Regions from separate parts of the Mus musculus genome. Here regions 1, 2, 3, 4, 5 and 6 are each linked to region 7. The links are chromatin contacts, called in public Hi-C, HiCAR-type, HiChIP or PLAC-seq and promoter capture Hi-C maps. All regions are on one chromosome and are shown on one strand. Each heading gives the region's core, a stretch centred on a gene start, on an enhancer-like site or on the middle of the called end of the contact. The rest is flanking DNA. Distances are from core to core; before and after follow the strand shown. Region 1 holds the start of Trex1 (three prime repair exonuclease 1). Region 2 holds the start of Bfsp2 (beaded filament structural protein 2, phakinin). Region 3 holds the start of Acad11 (acyl-Coenzyme A dehydrogenase family, member 11). Region 4 holds the start of Dnajc13 (DnaJ heat shock protein family (Hsp40) member C13). Region 5 holds the start of Nckipsd (NCK interacting protein with SH3 domain). Region 6 holds the start of Ip6k2 (inositol hexaphosphate kinase 2). Region 7 holds the start of Pcbp4 (poly(rC) binding protein 4).

Region 1 (2,903 bases), core at 40-2,539, 2.6 Mb before region 7:
ACCTCAGGCTGTGCCCTCTCACCCTAGGCAGTCAGAGCGCTCACTGTGATGTTGCACAGGCAATGGCTGACGGTGCGGCGGGCAGGAGGTCCAAGGACCCACCAGCAGAAGCAGACGATACGCTGTCTGCGGGACACTGTGCTGCTGCTGCATAGCCTATCTCAGAAGGACAAGCTCTTCACTGTGCACTGTGTCGAGGTCCTGCATCAGTACGACCAGGTGATGCCAGGGGTCAGCATGCTGATTCGAGCCCTTCCTGATGTGACTGACTGTGAAGGTAAGCTAGCACGACACTGTCCTAGCCTTCGTGTGCCTCTGTCAGACTCCTTTCCATGAGTCTCCCCTTGCCTCCAGAGCCATTCCTGGCACATGGGTATTACCTTCCTGCTCTGGGTCTTTGAGTATGACAGGTTCCCATTTGATGGTGTCTATTGAATTGGCCTCGCTGAGCCATGGTTTTCCACAAAGATCTGTCCGAATTGCCTTTGTGTCACTTTTGCTCACAGTCGCTGAGGGAGCAAAGCCTGTGCATAGAAGGGACTGGTTGGTTCCTGTGACGCTAGGGAGCATGGGGGCCTCCAAGCCCCCACGCTGTCGAGTTAACCTCAGACCCCTCTTCCTTTTGGCTCAGAGGCTGCCCTGGATGACCTCTGTGCTGCGGAGACTGATTTGGAAGACTCTGAGATGGACTGTAACTGAGGGCCTGAGCATCCAGCCACAAGGTGGCGCCAGCTCCCACCGCCGTCTTTGCCATATCCACTGATTAAAACTGCACTTCCTGCTGAGAACACAAGCTTTGTTTCCTGAGTCCGATTTGTGTGGCTGAGAGGGAGGGACAGGGCAGACCAAGAATTGATGAGATGACTCCTGCTGGAGTTGAGATGGCCCCCATGGTAACTGATCTGCCCTGAGGAAAAACCCTGCCCCTCTTCGGGAATTACCCTGAGTCATAGCTTTGGGCGGGGGCCGTGGTGGGGGCAGGGGTACGTTTGTGGCCAAGGAGGCAGCCCTTTTTAGGAAGGCCTGGATCAAGGACTGGGGGAAAGACAAGAAAAGGCAGAGGCTCACGGGCACATTTGAATCCTAGAGACAACCCAGTTTGAGTTGTCAGTGTTGGGGCAGTAGTCCATTTTACCAGCCAGCAGGATCACAGATATGGATCTAGGAAGGCCTTTGGGGTGCTTGGGGAGGGAGGGAGGAGCGTCAGCACGAGGGCCAGGCCTGGCAGGCTAACAGCAGGGCGGGCCCTGTTCAGGAGGCAGGCCTATGGGTGGACCCAGGCAGTTTTACTTCCTCAGCCACACTGCTGCCAGCAGCAGACCCAGCGGAGTGCCTTGCTGCCTGCTTCTCGGTAAGTGTGGAGTAAGGGTATGGGGTAAGGCAGAAGAGAATAGGGTTCCCTCACCCTGAAGGTAGTCAGCACTAGGGGAAGGGCCTCCCTCAAAAGGCAAATAAGTAGTGGATCCATCCCACTAGAACAACCCTGCCCTCCAGCTTCTAGTGGCCCTGGATAGTACCTGCTGAAGGGAAGGGCTGAGCTGCCTTTCTGCACCCCACCTCAGCCCACTTGAGACCTTCCTGCTGCTACTCATTACCCCATCTCCTCCCCAGGTTCAGCATGGGCTCACAGACCCTGCCCCATGGTCACATGCAGACCCTCATCTTCTTAGACCTGGAAGCCACTGGCCTGCCTTCGTCTCGGCCCGAAGTCACAGAGCTGTGCCTGCTGGCTGTCCACAGACGTGCTCTGGAGAACACTTCCATTTCTCAGGGACATCCACCTCCAGTGCCCAGACCGCCCCGTGTGGTGGACAAGCTCTCTCTGTGCATTGCTCCAGGGAAAGCCTGTAGCCCTGGGGCCAGTGAGATCACAGGTCTGAGCAAAGCTGAGCTGGAAGTACAGGGGCGTCAACGCTTCGATGACAACCTGGCCATCCTGCTCCGAGCCTTCCTGCAGCGCCAGCCACAGCCTTGCTGCCTTGTGGCACACAACGGTGACCGCTATGACTTTCCTCTGCTCCAGACAGAGCTTGCTAGGCTGAGCACTCCCAGTCCCCTAGATGGTACCTTCTGTGTGGACAGCATCGCTGCCCTAAAGGCCTTGGAACAAGCTAGCAGCCCCTCAGGGAATGGTTCGAGGAAAAGCTACAGCCTGGGCAGCATCTACACCCGCCTGTACTGGCAAGCACCGACAGACTCACATACTGCTGAAGGTGATGTTCTAACCCTGCTCAGCATCTGTCAGTGGAAGCCACAGGCCCTACTGCAGTGGGTGGACGAACATGCCCGGCCCTTTAGCACCGTCAAGCCCATGTACGGCACTCCGGCTACCACTGGAACAACCAACCTAAGGCCACATGCTGCCACAGCTACTACACCCCTGGCCACAGCCAATGGAAGTCCCAGCAATGGCAGGAGCAGGCGACCTAAGAGTCCTCCTCCAGAGAAGGTCCCAGAAGCCCCATCACAGGAGGGGCTGCTGGCCCCACTGAGCCTGCTGACCCTCCTGACCTTGGCAATAGCCACTCTGTATGGACTCTTCCTGGCCTCACCTGGGCAGTAAGTCAAGAGGGGAAATATGATGAATAAAGACTTCCATAGCACTGACTGCTTGCCGCCTCTGCTTCTCAGCCTGGGCCTCTGGCCATGCTCAGGCCCTAGGGATGAGGTACAGTCCCTCTCTCCTGCTCTCTTAGCAGGACAATCAAACCTGTTAGGCTAATTAACAGAGGGAAGAAACAAGTTCAAGAAGTAGACAGAAATAGTTTTTGGTGTAGAGCCAAGGCCAGCTGCCTAGGCGCTGAAGAAAGGGGAAGCGGGTCCAATGTTGCATTTATTAGAAATGAGGGTGCGGAGTCTGAATGCTCAGAAACACCAATCAACACAAAGCTAAAACAGCCAGT
Region 2 (2,715 bases), core at 82-2,581, 3.0 Mb after region 7:
AGGTCCATCTCTGGACTTGGGGTGCATGCTTTCAATACACTAAAACCTCACTCAGCACATGGTGTTTTAGGGCTATGTCATGCTCAGGCTGAAGGGACCATTCTAGCCCCCCAAAGTGATTGGGATATAACCATTGACAGTGTGACTTGGAAGATGCCAAAGGCCAGGATTAAAACCTGAGGTGCCTACTCACAACCATCTGTAACTCCTGTTCCAGGGGATCTGACACCCTCACACAGATATGCATGCAGTCAGATCACCAATGTACATAAAATAAAAAGAAAAGAAAAACCTGAGGTGCTGAAAAAACCCAAACTTGGAGCACCCCTGGGTACTTTCCAGAAATCCCTTTGTTGTTCTCCCTTCTTGGTTTTATTAAAGGGTGTGACAGAGGTGGAAGGGAGACCAGAGCCTAACAGCTGCCCTGCAGCTCAGGTCCTAAAACGTCTGCTGGCTGTGTCAGAGTTAGCAATCAAGCAGCATGTACCACAAGGTCTAGAGGAGAAGAAACATGGCCAACGGCCAGCTGCTGACAAGCAGAGTGTCAGAGGGCAGACATGAGGGGGAGGGGAGGACGGAGCTGGAAGGGGCCTGGAATGGCTACTGGACCTGAAGGAAGAAAGCATGACCAGGCTTGCTTTGTTTCCCTTGGGCCTGTGGGGCTGCCTTCCTCCATGGCTGGCTCCTTTGTGCGCGCACACACCTGCACACATGCATACACAAAGAGATGCGGACATCCTCTGTAATTAGCCCAGAGGCCCTTACACGGAGTCCCAGCTTGTAGTGTGAGATATGGATATCAGAACACGTGTCATCTAAGGTTCTGTAGCCTGTTTGCTCACCAGTGAAGTAGGGACAGTTTGTTGCCTGCCTGGCCCTCTCTGTGGTAGTGACATAATAAAAGCCATGGACTGGGGTTCATAGTATGCATGAGACCCTGGATTCTATTGCAGGAATTGGAGGCAGAAGAATCAAAAATTTAAAGTCATCCTGGCTGCATAAGGATTTTGAGGCTTATCTACATTAGAGACCATTTCTAAAAAGAAATAGGCAAATCTAGATGATCCATTCCCACAGGCTGCACTGCTACACCCCACCCCCACCCCCACCCCCACCCCAGAAAAGTCTGGACGGCTGGGCACATGACCCAGCAACAGAGAATGCCTGTGTGCCTCTCACAGGCTGGTGGGGCGGTTCTCTTCCAGCTCAATGAATGCCCGAAGCTCATGGAAGGCAGTAGACAAAGAACACGGGACAGGGAAGCTTCCAGAGAGGCCCATGACCAGGCTGGGGCTGGCAACCAAAAGCCCCTGGACCCTGTAAACCTGCCAGGCACCACAGAGGCAGAGAGGATGAGCAAGAGGAGAGTGGCAGCGGACTTGCCCTCGGGAACCAACTCCAGCATGCCCGTGCAGAGGCACAGGGTGTCATCCCTCAGGGGAACACACTCTCCATCCTCCCTGGATAGCCCCCCAGCATCCAGGACCAGTGCTGTGGGTAGCCTCGTCCGTGCCCCTGGGGTCTATGTAGGAGTCGCACCCAGTGGTGGCATAGGTGGTCTCGGTGCCCGAGTGACCCGCCGGGCCCTGGGCATCAGCAGTGTCTTTCTACAGGGCCTGCGGAGTTCAGGCCTTGCCAACGTGCCTGCTCCGGGCCCAGAAAGGGATCACACTACTGTTGAGGACCTGGGGGGCTGCCTAGTGGAATATATGACCAAGGTGCATGCTCTGGAGCAAGTCAGCCAGGAACTGGAAACACAACTGCGGGCTCACCTGGAGAGCAAGGCCAAGAGCTCTGGAGGCTGGGATGCCCTCCGCGCCTCCTGGGCCAGCAGCTACCAGCAGGTAAGTCCCCCAGCTGTGTCTAGAGGCTTGCTAGAGGTCTGAGAGGGGATGGTGAAGGTAGCAGCAAAGATGGTGGGTGATCAGAGGCCAGGGAAGTAGATCTCTTCCATACCAAAACTGATGGTCTAGTGTTAACACTGGCTGCCATTCACTAAGGCTGACCAGGAGCCAGGACCCCCTAGGCATAATGCAACCCCCCCAAAAAAAATTTCCAACAATGTTCTGTAACCAATCTCTCACCACATACAGTTTTCAGATGAGAAACACAAGGTCCCCCAGTTCACCAGCTAATTGAGCAGCTGTTCTCAACCTGTGGGTCTCAGCCCCTTTGGGAGTCACATGCAGATATCCTGCATATCAGATGTCTACATTATGAGTCATAACAGTAGCAAGAGTACAGTTAGGAAGTAGCAATAATTTTATGGCTAGGGGGTCACCACAACATGAGGAACTGTACTAAAGGGTCGCAGTGTTAGGAAGGTTAAGAACCACTATATTGGCAAGATGCAGCAGATATCTGACCCTGGATTTTCTTTCCTCAGAGTTACACTTGTCCTGCTATCTGGGGTTGCCTCTGTCACTTTGATGGTTTTCAAGCCATCAAAGAACCCAATACCATTGAGTGGATGTGCTAGTTTACATAACTACTAAATAAATGGAGGGGTGCTTCTATATCCAGATAAAATGGGTATACGGGATTGTCAGGGTTTCTATTCCTGCACAAACATCATGACCAAGAAGCAAGTTGGGGAGGAAAGGGTTTATTCAGCTTATACTTCCATACTGCTGTTCATCACCAAGAAAGTCAGGACTGGAACTCAAGCAGGCCAGGAAGCAGGAGCTGATGCAGAGGCATGGAGGGACGTTCTTT
Region 3 (2,818 bases), core at 1-2,500, 2.4 Mb after region 7:
TAGCCCTAGGTTTGACTTCAGAAGTACTTTTTTTTGTATCACAACTAATTTCATGTATTGAGCATGATTTTGGTGAACATCAACTTAATTCAGAATTATTTTAAGTCTGCACAGGACCACAGTAATGTGAACATATATAACCTTTATCTGAAAGCAGGACAATAAGCTGGCCAAATTCCACAGAGTGAACTAATCACTGAAATGTGAACTTTGACCTGCTTCAGTCTGTTTACAACACAAAGTATTAAGTTTAGAAGTGTCAACTATTACTTATTCCACCTCTCCACGGATATTTCAATGCTTAAGTCCTTTCACCTAAATCACTTCATTTCTTTATCAAGACTAATGGATACAGGCAAATATTACAGGAAAGGAACTTTGATCTCTGAATTTATGTTACAGTTAAATCCCCAGATAGAAAGGCCAGGCACAGTTTACTGAAACCATATGAAATGGTTTTATACTGGAACTGTATAAAAGTAAAAAAAAAACAAAAATCAAAAACCAAACAAAAAATACCCTCTCTATTTACAAAACACCAGACTAAAACCAGATTCACTTGTCAGTGGGGAAAGGTATTCTTGGAGTCACCTCCTCCCGTTTAATTCCCTTGCTTCAAGAACTTAGGCCTTAAGTGGTGCTAAAAACAGTGAAGTGGAATGTCTAGAATCGAATTGGTATATTTTAGCTGGTATTATTAACCTAGCCCCAGGTGACTAAGGTCAATTAAACAAAATGGCACCAGCCCCTCAGAAACTGATCTTTAGATTGTAGCACAGAAGGTCACAGAAGATATCTATTAGGAATTCAAGAGTGTTCAGCCGCAACACTCTCGGTGAATTAGACACATAATTTTAGTCCTTAACAAGACTGCACTGCATAATGGATACTGCACCTCTGCTCCTGCCCTCTAATTCAGACTAGCCTGGGATTCGAGTACAAATTATCCAGGAAGCATCCTTGCAGGGAAAGAAATCCCGACCGGGCAAATGAGACACCCACCCAGGGCCAAAGGAAGCGAAGCACCAAGCACAGACATGTTCCCAGGAGGCAAAGGCTATGGTTGATACCTGTATTGAGTAACAGTCAGCACAGCCCGGGAATCTGACCCAAAGCCCGGCAAGTGCTGATTCAGGTAGGCCTCCAGGGACCTGAGGTCGAACTTGTGCTGGGGTAGCACTTCCACGGTGTCACTGGTGACATCCGTCTCCATGACCGCCACTGTTGTCACCGAGGAATCCACAGACTGTACGGAGGTTGCGCCAAGGCAGAAAGGAGACCGGCACTTGGGGGGGGGGGGGGGGGGGCGTGGTCGGGCGGGGCTTAGGAGAAGCCAATCACCGGGACTCTGGGCAGTGTTGCTGCAAAGCCATGTGGGAGGCGGAGTCTGGGACTCGGAGTCTGGTGGAGAAATAAAAGAATTGCCTGTTGTGGGACCAGACTTAGAATTTACCCTCAGCGTCAGAGCTGGAGTCCTCAGTCTTATAGAAAAACAAGGTCGCAAACGTGACTCTGGCGAATGAAGACAAACAGCTGTCACCCTAGACTAAGGACGCGCCAGCGGAAGACCTGTGCGGTCCGTGCAAGAAGAGAGTCCGCCAGAACCTTGAGCCTGCATTAAAAGACCCTGGTGTTTCTCATGGCCTCCTAGATAGGAAAGACGGAATGGCCGTCGACTTGATCTGGACACATATGATGCTGGCTCTGCTGAGACCTGGGTCTTGGTTCTAGAGAAGAAAGCTAAGTGTTTTGAGGAGTGTTTTTATTTATTATTATTATTTTTTTTTTTTTTTTACCGAGCGGAGCGATGGCGGCGGCGCACCGGAAGTGGCACGCCGGAAGCCCGGTGGGCGTGCCGGAGACGTGTCTTACTGGGAGCCTTGGAGCCGCTTCGCCGGTGTCTGGACCTGGAAGGCTGTGTCTGTTCCTCCTGCGCTTCGTGGGCCCAGCGAGGCAGCGTGGGGAGGCGGCGACGACGGCGACGGCGGCGGTCCGGCCTGGGATCGGAGGCCACCGGGAGCCCAGCCATGGCCGACTCGGTGGAGCGGCTGCGACAGCGGGTTGAGGAGCTGGAGCAGGAACTCGCCCGGGAGAGAACCCGGCGCTCTGGAGGGGACGGCCACTGCGGCCGGACCCGCATCCAGGAGATGAGCGACGAGGTGTTGGATTCCAATCCCTACAGGTGATCCATGACGGGGCGGGCAGGGCCACGCTCCGCGCGAGGGATTCAGCCGGCCTCCTGCCGCTCCTTTCCTGCTGTGGAGGTCCAGTTCCCAGATGGGCAAGGCCATGTCTTATGCTAGTCAGAAGATATTCTTCACCAAGCGAGTTGGCTCACGATTCATCGTAGCATTCGGGAGGGTGAGGTAGAGGGGGTTGTCGTGAGGTCCAGGTCAGTCTGGGCTACAGGAGTTGTAGGCCACTTTGGGCTGTGTAGTGAGACCCCTTTTTTTCTGCAAGGAAGGAAAATAACATTTTATTAAAAAAAAACAAACAATCCAAGCCATCCATCCATATGGTGGAGCTCTTCTGCCTGCTGTCCTGTACCCAGTTTCCTGTCACCATTATCTTTATTAGTCTACCTGGCTCTGCATCGGCTGATGCATAGAAAGCTCTGTCAGAGTATAATATCTCATGTAAAGTCGCCGAGGATAGAGCACCGTTTCCTAAATGCCTCTTGGTGTAACTTAGATGGAGCAGGGTGAGGGAGAGTTAGTTACTAGGGTGCTCACGAATATCCCTGAATATTGGCTTTGCCAGGGCTCCTGACCCCTCCTCTTTGCTCTCCTTAAATGGGCTTAGAAGATTGAGTGGCTTC
Region 4 (2,942 bases), core at 20-2,519, 2.2 Mb after region 7:
GCATCTTGTTTTGTTTTTCATTGTTGTTTTTTCCCCTTTCCACTCTACTTCAGGTCTCATCTTTCCAAGCAAGCCATTTCTGGCTGCTCACAGGCACTTTTATTTCACTGGGACAGTGTGGGAAAGCCTTCCTAAGGAAAAATCTAGTCGTCTCCAGTAACACAAATGGGTCAGTCGGCCAAAAAGTCAAGTCTGTAGAAACCATTTTACATGTTTTTCATCCCAAAACCTCCATCTATGAAACGATTCAACCACAGACGGGGTCCCTGAGAAATTCCAGTTCCAGGGTTGCTACACAATAATAATATTAGGCTCACCAGAGCATTTAAACCTAGAACTGTGTGTCCATACAAGTTTTTTTCCCCCCACAGAATCACGTTTTAGAGGGTAGTCTGCCCCTCTCACATCTTAGATGAGACACCGTCTGTTGCTCAGAGCTCTGACACAATTGTCATCTGTAACTTTGTTTCATTCTGATACTGTCACTCTCCTGAGTTCCCCTCTTCATATAGTTTCAGTGAGTTCCTATCCAGAGAGCAGTTCTTGAGTCAACTTACTTGAGCTCAAATACTAAGTCTACTACTGTGGAACTACACATCAATTTATTATCTGAAAATAGAGGATAATCCCTATCTCAGACGGCTGCAAGTTAATTGACCTTAAGTAGTTGGCCAATTAAATCCTGGCTCTGGGATCAGAGGTCCAGGAAGGCAGCAGTGTTAACTGTCCCAACACTTCACCCGCAAAGGCCTTTGACCTCTGAGGCTTCGGTCTCCATTATCTCCCTGAACACTCAAAACTTAAATCCGCGTTCAGGGTGTGTCAGTAGCGAGTAAAAGTTATGCCCACGATGCAGCTAAACCAGAGATGCGCACTGAGGCTTTCGACGGCTTCGTGGATGCGCCAGGACACTGAAGACTAGGGCTAGGTAACAGAGCTGCTCCTTTGCAGAGTTACAGTAGCCAATGCCAGCGTCTGGCTGAGAGGCGTGTCTCCAGGGATTCAGGGGGCGTGGCCTCTCGGACCGCTCCAGGGGGCGTGGCGCCTCGCCTTCTGCTTGGGCCAAGGCTCTCTTTCGCTAAGCGCACGCGTACTTCCCGAGAGGCGGAACGGCGGGCGGCGCGCACGCGGCGCTTCCCGGAAGACGGCGAATGGGCCACCGAGGGAGGGAGCACAGTGCTCCCGAGGGCGGGGCGCGAGGCGGAAGCGCCGAGGTCAGCTGACAGGGTCTCGTGACGGCCGGGGCGGCGGCCACGCACGCGCGTTAGGGTTCAGCGCTCGCAAGCCTGGTGGAAGATGGCGGCGTCCAGGGCGAGCCTCTGAGAGGCAGAGGGAGGAGCGGAGGGGTGGGGGCCGCGGCGCAGGAACCCGCGGCGACAGGCCCCGGCGGGGAAAAGGAAAGCGAGAGGGGACGGGGCCGGCGGCGCCTCCATCCTACTCAAGACGTGGAGCCGGCGGCGGGCGGAGCTCGGGCTGGAGCGCCTCCAGCCTCCTGCGAAGGTAAAGCCGCCTCCGGCTCTGGGTTTCTGCGATGCCGCTTCCCACCTTCGGGGACCCGGGGGCTCCGGGCAGGGACCCCAGAGCGGGCGGCGTTAAGCTGCTGTGTGTGGCTCGAACCTGCTGAAGCCGCGATCCTCCGTCCAGGGATCCCTGCGCTCGGACCCTCCCCTCCCCCGGCTCTGAGTGACATTTGCCCGGGGCACTGCCCGGCAGCCCCACCCCTCTCTCTGCCTGGCCGTCTTTTCTCCCATCACTATCCCTGTCCCCCACTTCTCTCGGCAACTCTCCCCGACTCAACTCCACACCTCCTTCCCCTGTGGGCTCCGCCCTCGGGATTCCCTCCTGGATGCCGGCGCCTCCGGTTTTCTTAGGTTAGCGGTCCTGCTTCCTTCCTCTGGGGTCCCGCGTAGACTCGATTTTTTTTTTTTTTTCTTTCTTTTTTCCTCGTCTCAGTTTTGTTTCGATTTGATGGGAAAGGAGGGGCAGCTGCTGTTCTCTTCCTCAAGTCCTTTATCAAACACCAAGTTTTCCCCCCAAGGCTTTTCCTTCTTGTAAAGTAGCCTGGCCTGTTCACTGTTGCCCGTGCTGGGCTGTGATTTCACCTCTGAACGCGGCTTTTGGTGTAGGTGAAGCAGCACTTTGGACGCCCAATGAAGTGGGTGTTGAGAGTACACCTGCGTGCCCCCGCCCCCCAAAAAACCCCTATTGTAAGATGCTAAATTAGCCACTCTTACCTTGAAACCGTTTCCCTAATCACTTGGTGGAAGGATGATGTAAATAAAAATCGCCCCCTAACACAGAGATGAACTCCCAAAGTAGTGATTTTTTACTTCCACGATCTGCTTTTCCCGTTTATTCTATAGTTTAGTTTTTTTTTTTGTTGTTGTTGTTTCTAGTGCCTCATTGTTTAACTTAATTTAGCTTACAGCATAAAAGCCCCTTTAATTTTCATATATAGTATAAACCAATGTTTAAGTTGCAATATCGCAAATGGTGGCTCTGGCTGTTAATACCACATTACGTTCAGGGACGGGACCGCCAGTCCTAGTTGAGAAAACACTGAGTTCACATTTGTTTGGAAACAGGAAGTACAAACAAATTAAAGGAGAAAAAGAGGAGCCAGAGTTAAGAAACAGGGATGTAAAGACCTTAAAGCTAGCTTGAGTCCTGGGCCAATACCAGCATTCGTATTCCCCCGAGAAACTATGGATATTCTTTTCTAATGCAGTAGTAGTAGTGTAAATCATACTAGCAAGCGTGACTGCAAACAAACCAAGTTCTAAAACGTGAATGTGCACAGTAATAAAGTTGCACACTGGTGGAGAGCATGAATTATTTGGTTACCCAGGCAGATGGTAATAACCTGTTTTTCTTAAACTTAGAAGAAAGGTTAATAGTGGAACCTAGTTCCCAATAGATACTAAGGTAGAGTTGAAATCAAA
Region 5 (2,916 bases), core at 219-2,718, 2.4 Mb before region 7:
AGGCAGGGCTTCCTCAAAGTCTCCAAAGAGACCTGGGTGCTCAAAAAGCTGAGCTGGGTGTGACACAGTTTAGATTTTTCTCACCTGAACACCTCTAGAGGAGACTGAGAGTCTGTGAGGAGGACCCTAGAACCAAGGGTCCCTCGTCTTTAGCAAGACCAGATGACATTTCCAAATTTATCACAGTATTTCTGTCCTTAACTGGGCTGGGACAGGATGTTTCCATAGCTAGGGACTATGAGTCTGGAATAGCCCAGACTGCCCTGGGTCCCCTTCCTCCTGCAGTCAGAATAGGCTAGCTGGAGACACTGCAGCAGGACTACTCTTGAGCAAACAGGAACTGGAGCAGGCTCCACTGGAAGGGGACCAGGCCATCTTCAGAACGGGAAACCATGAAGGAGGCTCACTTCCTCACAGTGTGGACAGCTCCCATTCCAGGATGGAGCGCCCAGATTTCAGAGGAAGGAAACCAGAGAAGTCAGGAGTGGAGGCTTGGGAGAAGTGGGGGCTGTGCCAGGGAACCTTGTCTATCAGCAGGGGCCAGGGGCCTTGGTTCCTGAAGGGTTGGGGAATTGTCCTTGGGGAGAGCTTGATAGGTGGGCGGGTTCGGGATACAGAGATACTACAGGAATTGGGACTCGCATAAGGGACAGGAATGCCTGTGGCTCTGGGGTCCAAGTGTGTGGGTGGGGTGGGGACTAAGAACCTGGAGGGTGGTTGAGGAAACAGGTGGTGTATGAGGTGGCACAGTCAGTGGTGGGCACGGTGATCTTTACAGTTAAAGGTGGAGGCTACAGATTGATGGGAGATGGGCATCCTAGGGATTCAGGAAAGGGGAACGAATAGGGTTTGGAGGTCTAAGGGACTTGGATAATGAATGGACTGGAAGTCTCTGGATCCAGCTCGAGAATTCAATGCAGATGGAGGCTCTGATTATCGATGACAGAGAGTCCCTGTTCCAGAATTAAGCTTTTCACGGGCCTGCGGTTAAATGTCAAAGGCCTAGTCTCGGGTGGGTGTTGACGGCCCTTCCGGAGGGGTCTCAGTCCTTACGGCTCTTGGGACTTAAGGTCAGAGTCTCAACCTCCTTGTCTGGTAGAAGTCCCGAAGAATCTGACTGAGCTTCCTGGATCGGTTCTGCGTGCTGGTGAAGGGGTTCGGTCGAGAGGCCTGGGACGGAGGGACACACTCACCTGCAGGCGATGCAGGTAGGCAGGCGGCACGTACCCGGTCTCGCCACTGCGCGCCCGTGCTGCTAACCACCAGTGCGTGCTGCTGCGCTCCAGCACCAGGAAGGTCTCGCCTGCAGCGAACGCCATGGCGTTCGGCTCCGCGGAGCGGAACGCATACAGCGCGCGGTACATGAGGCCGGGCCGGGCCGGGCCGCGAAGCGCCGGGGCTGGGTACGCGACGAAGGTTGCGGTGCCGGGAAGCCAGGCCCTGAGTGCCGCGCCGCCCGGCGCTTGCCCCGCCCCGCCCCGTGACACGCCGCGCGTGCGCATGCGCGACCGCCGGAACCCCGCCCCAGGAGCGAGTCGGCTCCAGTATTGGAGCGCCGCGCCCCCTCGCGGCCGAGAGAGGTTTGGCGGGGCGGGGTGGGAGTCTCCAGTTCCTTCAGGCCTCAGACTCCAGTCAGCTGACTTAGGGTCCTAACTCCCTCTCCCTGGCTTTCCTCCTCCTTTCCCAGCTCAGGTGCAAGCGCTGCGTTCCTTCCCACCTCCTGATGAAGGATGCTTATAGCCAGTGCGTCCCTGGGGACGGGGATATGGTGTTTTGCTTTGAGGAATCCTGATCAGACATTTGGAAGTTCTTTCTGGGGAGGGGTCTCCCCAGCGCATCTAGGCCTCACAGTGCCTTAGTACAAAGTCCCTACTCTGTCGCTGAGGTGGTGGACAAGTGTGGAGGGCAAGGGACAAAACCAGGTTGTACTGTCCAGAATGCATCTTTGCTACCCACCACATATACACTCCCTTCATATATACTGGCTTCTTTCCTATCTTGAGTCTTGCATCTGTTCTATTTGAACACTCCCTTCTGGACCACGCCCCAACTTGTCAATGACTATCCTTTTGCCATTTTTGTTGTTACAAAAGGATTTAAGTCTATGACCTAAGGTCATATTTACTCATAACGAATCAAACTGCGTGTATACATGCATCTCCTGTTTTAAAAGGCTGTCTGTTACCAACCCTGTCCTGCCCCAACATCACAAATGGCACTGGGGAAAAAAAATGGTTAGGGCAGAAGGCTGATAGGGTAGGGACTGAACACATGAGGTTTAAAAAGCATGTTTTGAGTTCTGAATGGTGGCATGATCCCAGCATCCAGGAGGCAGAGCTGTAGAAAGCCAAGATCAAGACCAGCCTGGGCTTCATAGTAAGAATCCGTCTCAAAGAAAGAAAAAGCATCCCTGACCTTCAGTTTAATATTCAGCCTAGCCATCCACATCTTTGAAATCCTTGGCATCCCTCGGTCGTAGTGAAGAAGGCCTAAAGGATCCTTGCATACTCTCCACTAATCTAAGGAGCACAGGATATACACACCATCAGACAATGTTCCAAGGCAAGGTCTCACTGTGTAGTTTTGGCTGTTCTGGAACCATGTAGACCAGGCTGGCCTTAAATCCAATGATCCATCTGCCTTTGCCTCCCAAATGCTGGGACTTAGGGCAGGTGCCACCACACCTGGCTTTTTCCCCCTAAAGACAAGGTCACACTAGCAGCACCAACTGGCCTGAAACTAACAGCAATCCAACTCCCTCTGCCTGAGTACTTAGATGAGCCAGACTACACCTAGACTTCGCTAATCTATTTTTAGGCATGGTGGAGGTAGGCCCAGTGGGATGTGGGGAGCTGCCAGAAGGCTCAGCCAAGACAAGAACTTGATATCCAGACCCTGGCTTTATCAAATGTTTCT
Region 6 (2,996 bases), core at 183-2,682, 2.3 Mb before region 7:
AGATGGCCTGTTCACACCAAACATAAGTACTCATTTTGTATTTCTATCTGTGGATAGCTGCTAAAATTAAAACAAAACCCTACAATTACACTCTCCACGGCAACAACTTGGTAAATAAGCATCTCCCATCTCTTAAAATGTTATCCCAGGGAAAGTGCAAATACAGCAAACATTTTAAATACTGAAAATCAACAACAATGCTGTCAACAAGGAAGGTCCTTTAAATTTTTCAAAATGTTTGTCTGCATCATATTTGCTGTTTCAAAACTGCCAGGGCTTCTTTCTTTTGGATCTTTTTATTTTCATAAATATTTATTAGTTGACAATTCCAAACATGTATACAATGTATTTTGACCATATCCATCCCCCTGGTCCCTTCTTATCCCCCTCCCACTGCCTCTGGATCCCTTCAGTACTTTTTCTTACAAATATTCGAAATTATTTTGTTCTTGCTCTATGTACATTTCTGCTAACAAAATGTTTATTTACATGCGATGACTAGCTCTATTTCCTTTCGCGTGTAAGAAGAGCCCTAGATTTCACCAGTTCCTACATTTTTCCCCATTTTCCCGCTAGTACAGCTTTCTTGATATTTGATAGAAATTAAAATCCTAAAAACGAATCAAGTCATTAGGAAGGATGCAGAAGATAGATGCAGTCTTGTTATCAAATATGAATAAAATCCCACTCGTGGTAGGAGCATCAGCATAAGAAGAAGAAAAAAGAAGACACCTTCTGATCCATTTTAAGATCTTAAAGGAGAAGAAGGGGAAAAAAAAAAAACCAATAAGGTTGGATGCGCAGATCACCCTCTCCCCCGCCTTTCCGGGATCAAAGAGGAGCTGACTGGCACAACTGACGTTCAACACCCAAAATGGCTGCACATCTGCAGGCCCAGGTAACAACAGTACCTGAGGATCCGGGCTGACCCTTCCATCCAAAGATAAAGACCCCATCCTCAAAGACCAGGGAGATCGTGGCCGGGGGACCTCTGTGAGACCAGAGATCCTGTCCTCCACCGGAAGACCCAGGGAGACCGCTTCAAAACCGGAGAAAGACACTGTCGTCGTCCCCCGCCCCCTCCCCTCCCCCGGTTCCGGGAGACCCTCCAATGCCGGGGGGAAGATTCTGCCCCGTCTCGGTGGGCAACGCTACTCTCCCCAGTAACTGCAAGGTACAATGGCCCCCCGTAAATAGGGAAGGGATGACTACACAAAAAAAGGGGGAGACCGCTTCTCAATGACAGCCATAGGACCCCCTTCACAAACCCAAGCCTCCCAGGGATCCCGGAGCCCGGCCGCTACCAGCACCGAAAACCTCTTCCCCTGAGCCCCGGGGTGACAGGGCCACGGGCCGGGCGGGGCGGGCGTTACCTGCGGCCACAGCCCAGTCCCGCGACGCTTCCGTCCTATTGTTTCTCTTCCACCAAAATGGCTGCGGCCGCGCTCAGCCCCGCCCCCCAACCTCGCTCCCAGGGCCCCTCGCTATTGGCTCGCACCCGAAGCCGCGCAAGCGGACTGGGCGGCCTGGAAGACTGTTGCTAGGGCGCCGGGATTCGCTTGGGGCGGCTTCCTGAATGGGCAAGGGGCGGGAAGAGGCGGGGCGTTGTCCTGAGTGAGGAGGGTGGCCAGTCTGTTCTGGAGTTGAAGTAACTGATGGGCTGTGTGCCAAATGGATCGATTGCAGGATGCCTAGGGTAAGGGTGGATGGACAGACAGTCCTGGTTTGCCCCGCACTGGGGAGTTTCCTAGGATACAGGAATGTCAAGGCCAGTATTCATTCTGTGATAAACTGCAAAGCTGGTCAACCTAGCAGATGGATGGACAGAACTACATGTCGCTAAGATGGATAAAGGGATAGCAGCAGGGAACAGAGAGAATGACTACAGACGATAGACAAATACATGGCTCTATAGGAGGCCAGTAAGACGGCTCAACAGGTCAAGCCGTTGCTCTGTTTCTCTCTGGCTCTTTGTCTCTGTCTCTCTCTCACTCACAAACACACACTCACACCACACACACTATAATAATTTTTAAAAAATGTTTAGACAGGTGAACAGATGAGTGGACAGACAGACAAGATAAAAGCCAATAGAAGTCTGATCAGAGGGATGTATAGGGTCCTCGGTAAATTGATAGGTCTGGAGCATAGAGCTCATCCAAGACTCCTTTGTCTGGAGCCTGTGTCATTCAGAAGGTCTCCTGCATGAGTGAACGAGTGTCAGCGCAGCCAGGAAAGGCAAGGAGCACGATGGGAACCATGGGCATGGGATGACCTCCTTCTTGGCTATTGGCCTTTCTGTAAAGGATGCCAGAGTTGTAACCCTGCATCCTGGGCATTAGCAAAGATGTAGCTCATAGGTTTTTAAAACTGAAGTATTTATTAAGCACCTACACTCTGCAGTGAGTGCAGTAAACAGATTTTTTTAATCCCTGCTTTCTAAAGGTGGACAAGAGAAACTCCTATTACCAACAGGTTCCTCTTGGAATCGCCTTCCCTTGAGGCCTTCATGGCTCTGTGTTCAGTTCTGTCTAGTTTTTCTTTTTCACATTTTTTCCTCTCTGTCTATACCCACTTACCCCGGGTCGTGGTTTTGTTTTTAAAATATTAACTAATTGAGTCCAGATCCCTCTCTGTAGCCCAGGCTGGCCTCAAAATTAAGGCAATTCTTCAGCATCAACCTTCCTCTTACTGGGATTACAGGCATGAACCGAGAGGCCCAGGTTTCAGGTTTAAATGCCAACTTCATGTTAATCGACCCCAAAAGTGTTTGCCCAGTTCAGGCTCTTCCTGGTTCAGTGTTCAGCTGTTGATAGACAGCCTGCCCTCTGGCTGTGTGTGTTCCTTGACTGTTTCCGTATGGCTGTTGTCGTATTGTTTGTTTTGCATTCATCTGTTGTGCCAGGAGCTTGTGCTGTCTCAGGAACACACCACTTTTTGACATGACCGTGATTTGAGTACCTAAACCCCTACAAGTCTCTCTCCAGATCAGTGTC
Region 7 (2,867 bases), core at 350-2,849:
CTGGGTCCCCTAGCAGGAAGAGGAGCCGGTAGGAACCCTGGAGAGTGAGATAGGTTTCACAGCATGGAGGTGGGCTCAGCCAATCACAACTGGAAAAGCCTCACCAATCAAGAGAGGAACCAGAGGCCTAGGGAGGAAGGGGGTTGTTTAGCGGACTGCATGGGAGGCGTCGGGCAGGCCAGGAGACCCCGTGGGTCCACCTGTACAGCTTAGCGCTCTTTCTTTCCTTCAGGAGCTAGGAACTGGGAATGGAGGCTGGAGGAGAGTGGGCGGGTGGACAGAGCCTGTCTGGGGACACAGGGTGGGGCAAGCCATCCTCTCTGCAGCCTGGGCCTGCCAGGGTGTGTGGGCCGCCCGCTCCCAGCCCCCCACCCTGAGCATGCAAAGAGAACAATCCCCTTGTGTTTGGGCAGCCTGAGCCTGCGTGCTGATGAAGGCTACGGGGTGGGGGCTGGGATAGGGGTGCTTTGAAACAAGAAGGGGTTCCAGGACCTAGAAAGATAATACTCTCAAATGGAAAAAACAATAGACCCTCCCAGATGTTGGCCCTGAGGCCACCAGGGTGACCCCACTGAACACTGAACGCCAGAGATAACTCCTGACCAAAGCTTAGTGTGTTTATAGGGAAGACAGGAACCCTGGGGACACATGCCTTGTTGGTCCAGGGAGAAGGTAACGTCTTTGGCTTGGTGGGAACCCAAAGCCACACATTCTGAGAGAAGGGGTGTGAAAGGACCAAGGTACATCCCCTGGAGGACCATTCCCTTGGGTGCCGGGGTGGGGCGGGGCTCTGGGTGCCACAGGTCTCAAGATGGCGGGCCTGGTTTAGGAGTGTGAGGAGGTGGGCACCTCCCTCTCCTAGCCAGGGATGCCTGAAGGCCAGGTTTAAGTATGTGGCGGAGTCCCTTCACCTCCATCCCCAGTACCCCAGCCAAGAAGCTAGGTCAGAGCTGGAGATGAAGAGCCACAGGAAGGGGGGAGAACACTGTGCTCCCAACTATCTCCATCCACCTTGGCCTGGAGGTCTGTGTCTGGCTCCCCGAAGGACTGCAGAGAATGGGAAGGGGTGTGTGTGAGAGCCAGGAGCTGCAGAGAGTGGCAGATGAGAACAGGGACGAAGTAGAACCCGAACCCGGGACATGAGGTCCAGAACTGAGAGCTCAAAGGACAGAAACGGCAAACAGGATGAGAGCTTCAAACCTGGTACCCAAGGTCCAAGAAACCCCTCCCTGTAGTGGGGTGTTCCCCTGGAAAACCAACGCCCCCCACCTGTACAGGCCTCAGCCGCATTGGACAGAAAACGTGTTCTTCGCAGCGCCCCCCCCCCCAGGACCGCGATCGGGTGCACACTGGAGCCGATTCCCCGCCCCCCCCCAGCGAACCCCCAAACTTCAATGGCCCGCGGTGCCCCGCCCGGCCCGCGCCTTACCTCGCTGGGGCTGTTCTGCGGCGGCGGCAGCGGCTGGGCCGCTCAGTCCCACATTGTCCCCGGGAAAGGCGGCCGCTCACAACTGCGAGTGACATCAGCTGCGAACAATGAGGGGTTTGACAGGCGCGGAGCCCGGCCGGCCCGGAGCCCGGCTCCGCGCCCCCCCACCCCCACCCCCCGGCCCGCCTGGCCCGGCCCCGCCCCGCCCCCTCCCCGGATCCGATTACAGCGCGGCGGGCCCGCCCCAGCAGCCCCAGTGCCGCAGCCGCCCGCCCCGCCCCGCCCCGCCCCGCCCCGCGCGGTCCGGCGCCCCGAGCATCCGTCGTTTCCGGGAGGGAGCGATGGACCCTTCCCATGCGGCTCACCAGGGGCCCCGGATCCTCCCTGTATGGCTCTCTCCCGGCCTGTCCTTCCCGCCCAGCGCTTCTGCGGAGCTCCCCGCAGCCTTCATCTCAGTCCTGGCCGCGCCTCCCGGCTTCTGTCCCACAGCCCTCTGCCCTGCCCCGGCTCTTGCTTCTTCACCATCCTTCACTCCGGGGTCCAGCCCACCTAGACCCGCTACCTCCGGCGTCCGCACTGTCCGACCCTGGTCCTGGTCCTCCCAGGAGAGGCTACCCGACCAGCTGGAGGAGGGGCATGAGAGCCGTTTGGCCCTTAAACAACCTGTCCCGTGATCCTTCCAATCTCCTGCCAAATTCCTTTTGGAGCTAGGGTCAGAGTGCCATTAACTCCTTTACTAGGAAAGGGATAGGTTGTGTGTGTGTGTGTATATGTGTGTGGGTGGGTGTGTGGGGGGGGGGGGGAATTGAGCCTGCCCTTCCCCCATCTCAGAGCAGATATTCTCCCCCTTTCAGTAATCGGCTCATATAGGTCCCACTGACCTACACCTCCCCCCTCAGCTGAGTCTCTTGGCACCTGGATGTATGTGGGTGGGGAGGGGAATCCAATCTCCCTTTCCCTCCATCTGGCCTAGTGGACAAAGGGCAGGGGGACCATTTGGTCCCGCCAGGGTGGGGGAGGAGCCCACAGTGGCAGTCCCAAGGGGAAGGGGGAGGGGCGGCGCTCCGGAGACAGCAAAAGCATGTGAGGTCTAATTGTATCACTTTATTTCAGGGACCTCCGAAGTCGGTCTCCTCTCCTTATCCCACTCCCAAACCTCAGGGCAGGAAATGGGCTTGGCTGAGAAGATCCGTGCTTGATTACCTGGGGAGGTATGCAGCCCCTAAGGGAGATTTGAAGAGCACCTCCCCTTCTGAGGAGGCCATTCTGGTCTGGGACCAGTTGCAACGGGTAGGTAAGAGAAATCTAGCGGTGGCCACATTTTTATCCTGGCAAGTGGATCTCTGTTTACAAAGATTCCCTCCATCCTTCAGGAAACTGCACATGTACCTGTGCAAACTACACAAGAATGTGGGACCCCTGTGCTGCTCCCAAGGGA

The links. Promoter capture Hi-C pulls out the DNA fragments that hold promoters and counts their contacts. A called contact is a pair of places that touch in the nucleus more often than the background predicts. HiCAR-type assays count read pairs that join an accessible place to other places. HiChIP or PLAC-seq counts read pairs in DNA pulled down with a chosen protein or histone mark.
Region 1: a contact with region 7 is called in an H3K27ac HiChIP or PLAC-seq map of thymic regulatory T cells, with 11 times the contacts expected there. The contact joins the promoter of Trex1 here to the promoter of Pcbp4 in region 7. A contact is called at or near these places in 3 of 39 promoter capture datasets (liver and pre-B cells), 4 of 115 datasets of contacts at active chromatin or transcription factors (bone marrow-derived dendritic cells, memory CD8 T cells, regulatory T cell precursor and 1 more) and 2 of 9 other capture datasets (liver and pancreatic islet).
Region 2: a contact with region 7 is called in a promoter capture Hi-C map of liver, with 2.8 times the contacts expected there. The contact joins the promoter of Bfsp2 here to the promoter of Pcbp4 in region 7. A contact is called at or near these places in 3 of 39 promoter capture datasets (the C10 cell line, liver and pre-B cells).
Region 3: a HiCAR-type map of astrocytes shows a contact between it and region 7, with 2.6 times the contacts expected there. The contact joins the promoter of Acad11 here to the promoter of Pcbp4 in region 7. A contact is called at or near these places in 1 of 39 promoter capture datasets (pre-B cells) and 1 of 115 datasets of contacts at active chromatin or transcription factors (astrocytes).
Region 4: a Hi-C map of CD8 T cells shows a contact between it and region 7, with 8 times the contacts expected there. The contact joins the promoter of Dnajc13 here to the promoter of Pcbp4 in region 7. A contact is called at or near these places in 1 of 39 promoter capture datasets (pre-B cells), 1 of 484 Hi-C or Micro-C datasets (CD8 T cells), 1 of 115 datasets of contacts at active chromatin or transcription factors (astrocytes) and 1 of 9 other capture datasets (adipose tissue).
Region 5: a promoter capture Hi-C map of liver shows a contact between it and region 7, with 5 times the contacts expected there. The contact joins the promoter of Nckipsd here to the promoter of Pcbp4 in region 7. A contact is called at or near these places in 3 of 39 promoter capture datasets (hippocampal neurons, liver and pre-B cells), 1 of 484 Hi-C or Micro-C datasets (embryonic stem cells), 1 of 115 datasets of contacts at active chromatin or transcription factors (astrocytes) and 1 of 9 other capture datasets (liver).
Region 6: a contact with region 7 is called in a Hi-C map of B cells, with 5 read pairs. The contact joins the promoter of Ip6k2 here to the promoter of Pcbp4 in region 7. A contact is called at or near these places in 2 of 39 promoter capture datasets (liver and pre-B cells) and 1 of 484 Hi-C or Micro-C datasets (B cells).

The regions. Positions count from the first base shown.
Region 1 is chr9:109,057,637-109,060,539 of GRCm38.p6, reverse strand. It overlaps Trex1 (three prime repair exonuclease 1), which reads left to right and starts at 1,289. Exons shown (of 2, transcript NM_001012236.1): 1 at 1,289-1,351; 2 at 1,612-2,608. The coding sequence starts at 1,619. The coding sequence ends at 2,563. It overlaps Atrip (ATR interacting protein), which reads left to right. Exons shown (of 13, transcript NM_172774.3): 12 at 28-277; 13 at 632-793. The coding sequence ends at 699. It overlaps Atrip-trex1 (Atrip-Trex1 readthrough), which reads left to right. Exons shown (of 14, transcript NR_153412.1): 12 at 28-277; 13 at 632-1,351; 14 at 1,612-2,607. Shisa5 (shisa family member 5) reads right to left here. Exons shown (of 6, transcript NM_025858.3): 6 at 2,748-2,903.
Region 2 is chr9:103,478,864-103,481,578 of GRCm38.p6, reverse strand. It overlaps Bfsp2 (beaded filament structural protein 2, phakinin), which reads left to right and starts at 1,331. Exons shown (of 7, transcript NM_001002896.3): 1 at 1,331-1,844. The coding sequence starts at 1,353. All of the region lies in intron 2 of Gm16252 (a long non-coding RNA gene), which reads right to left.
Region 3 is chr9:104,062,156-104,064,973 of GRCm38.p6, reverse strand. Acad11 (acyl-Coenzyme A dehydrogenase family, member 11) reads right to left here and starts at 1,250. Exons shown (of 20, transcript NM_175324.4): 1 at 1,071-1,250. The coding sequence starts at 1,213. Uba5 (ubiquitin-like modifier activating enzyme 5) reads left to right here and starts at 1,853. Exons shown (of 12, transcript NM_025692.3): 1 at 1,853-2,182. The coding sequence starts at 2,028.
Region 4 is chr9:104,261,257-104,264,198 of GRCm38.p6, reverse strand. Dnajc13 (DnaJ heat shock protein family (Hsp40) member C13) reads left to right here and starts at 1,269. Exons shown (of 56, transcript NM_001163026.1): 1 at 1,269-1,500.
Region 5 is chr9:108,806,932-108,809,847 of GRCm38.p6, reverse strand. Nckipsd (NCK interacting protein with SH3 domain) reads right to left here and starts at 1,468. Exons shown (of 13, transcript NM_030729.4): 1 at 1,194-1,468. The coding sequence starts at 1,364.
Region 6 is chr9:108,782,248-108,785,243 of GRCm38.p6, reverse strand. It overlaps Ip6k2 (inositol hexaphosphate kinase 2), which reads right to left and starts at 1,432. Exons shown (of 6, transcript NM_001379600.1): 1 at 1,374-1,432.
Region 7 is chr9:106,452,570-106,455,436 of GRCm38.p6, reverse strand. Pcbp4 (poly(rC) binding protein 4) reads right to left here and starts at 1,599. Exons shown (of 13, transcript NM_021567.5): 1 at 1,430-1,599. It overlaps Abhd14b (abhydrolase domain containing 14b), which reads right to left. Exons shown (of 4, transcript NM_029631.3): 4 at 2,519-2,867.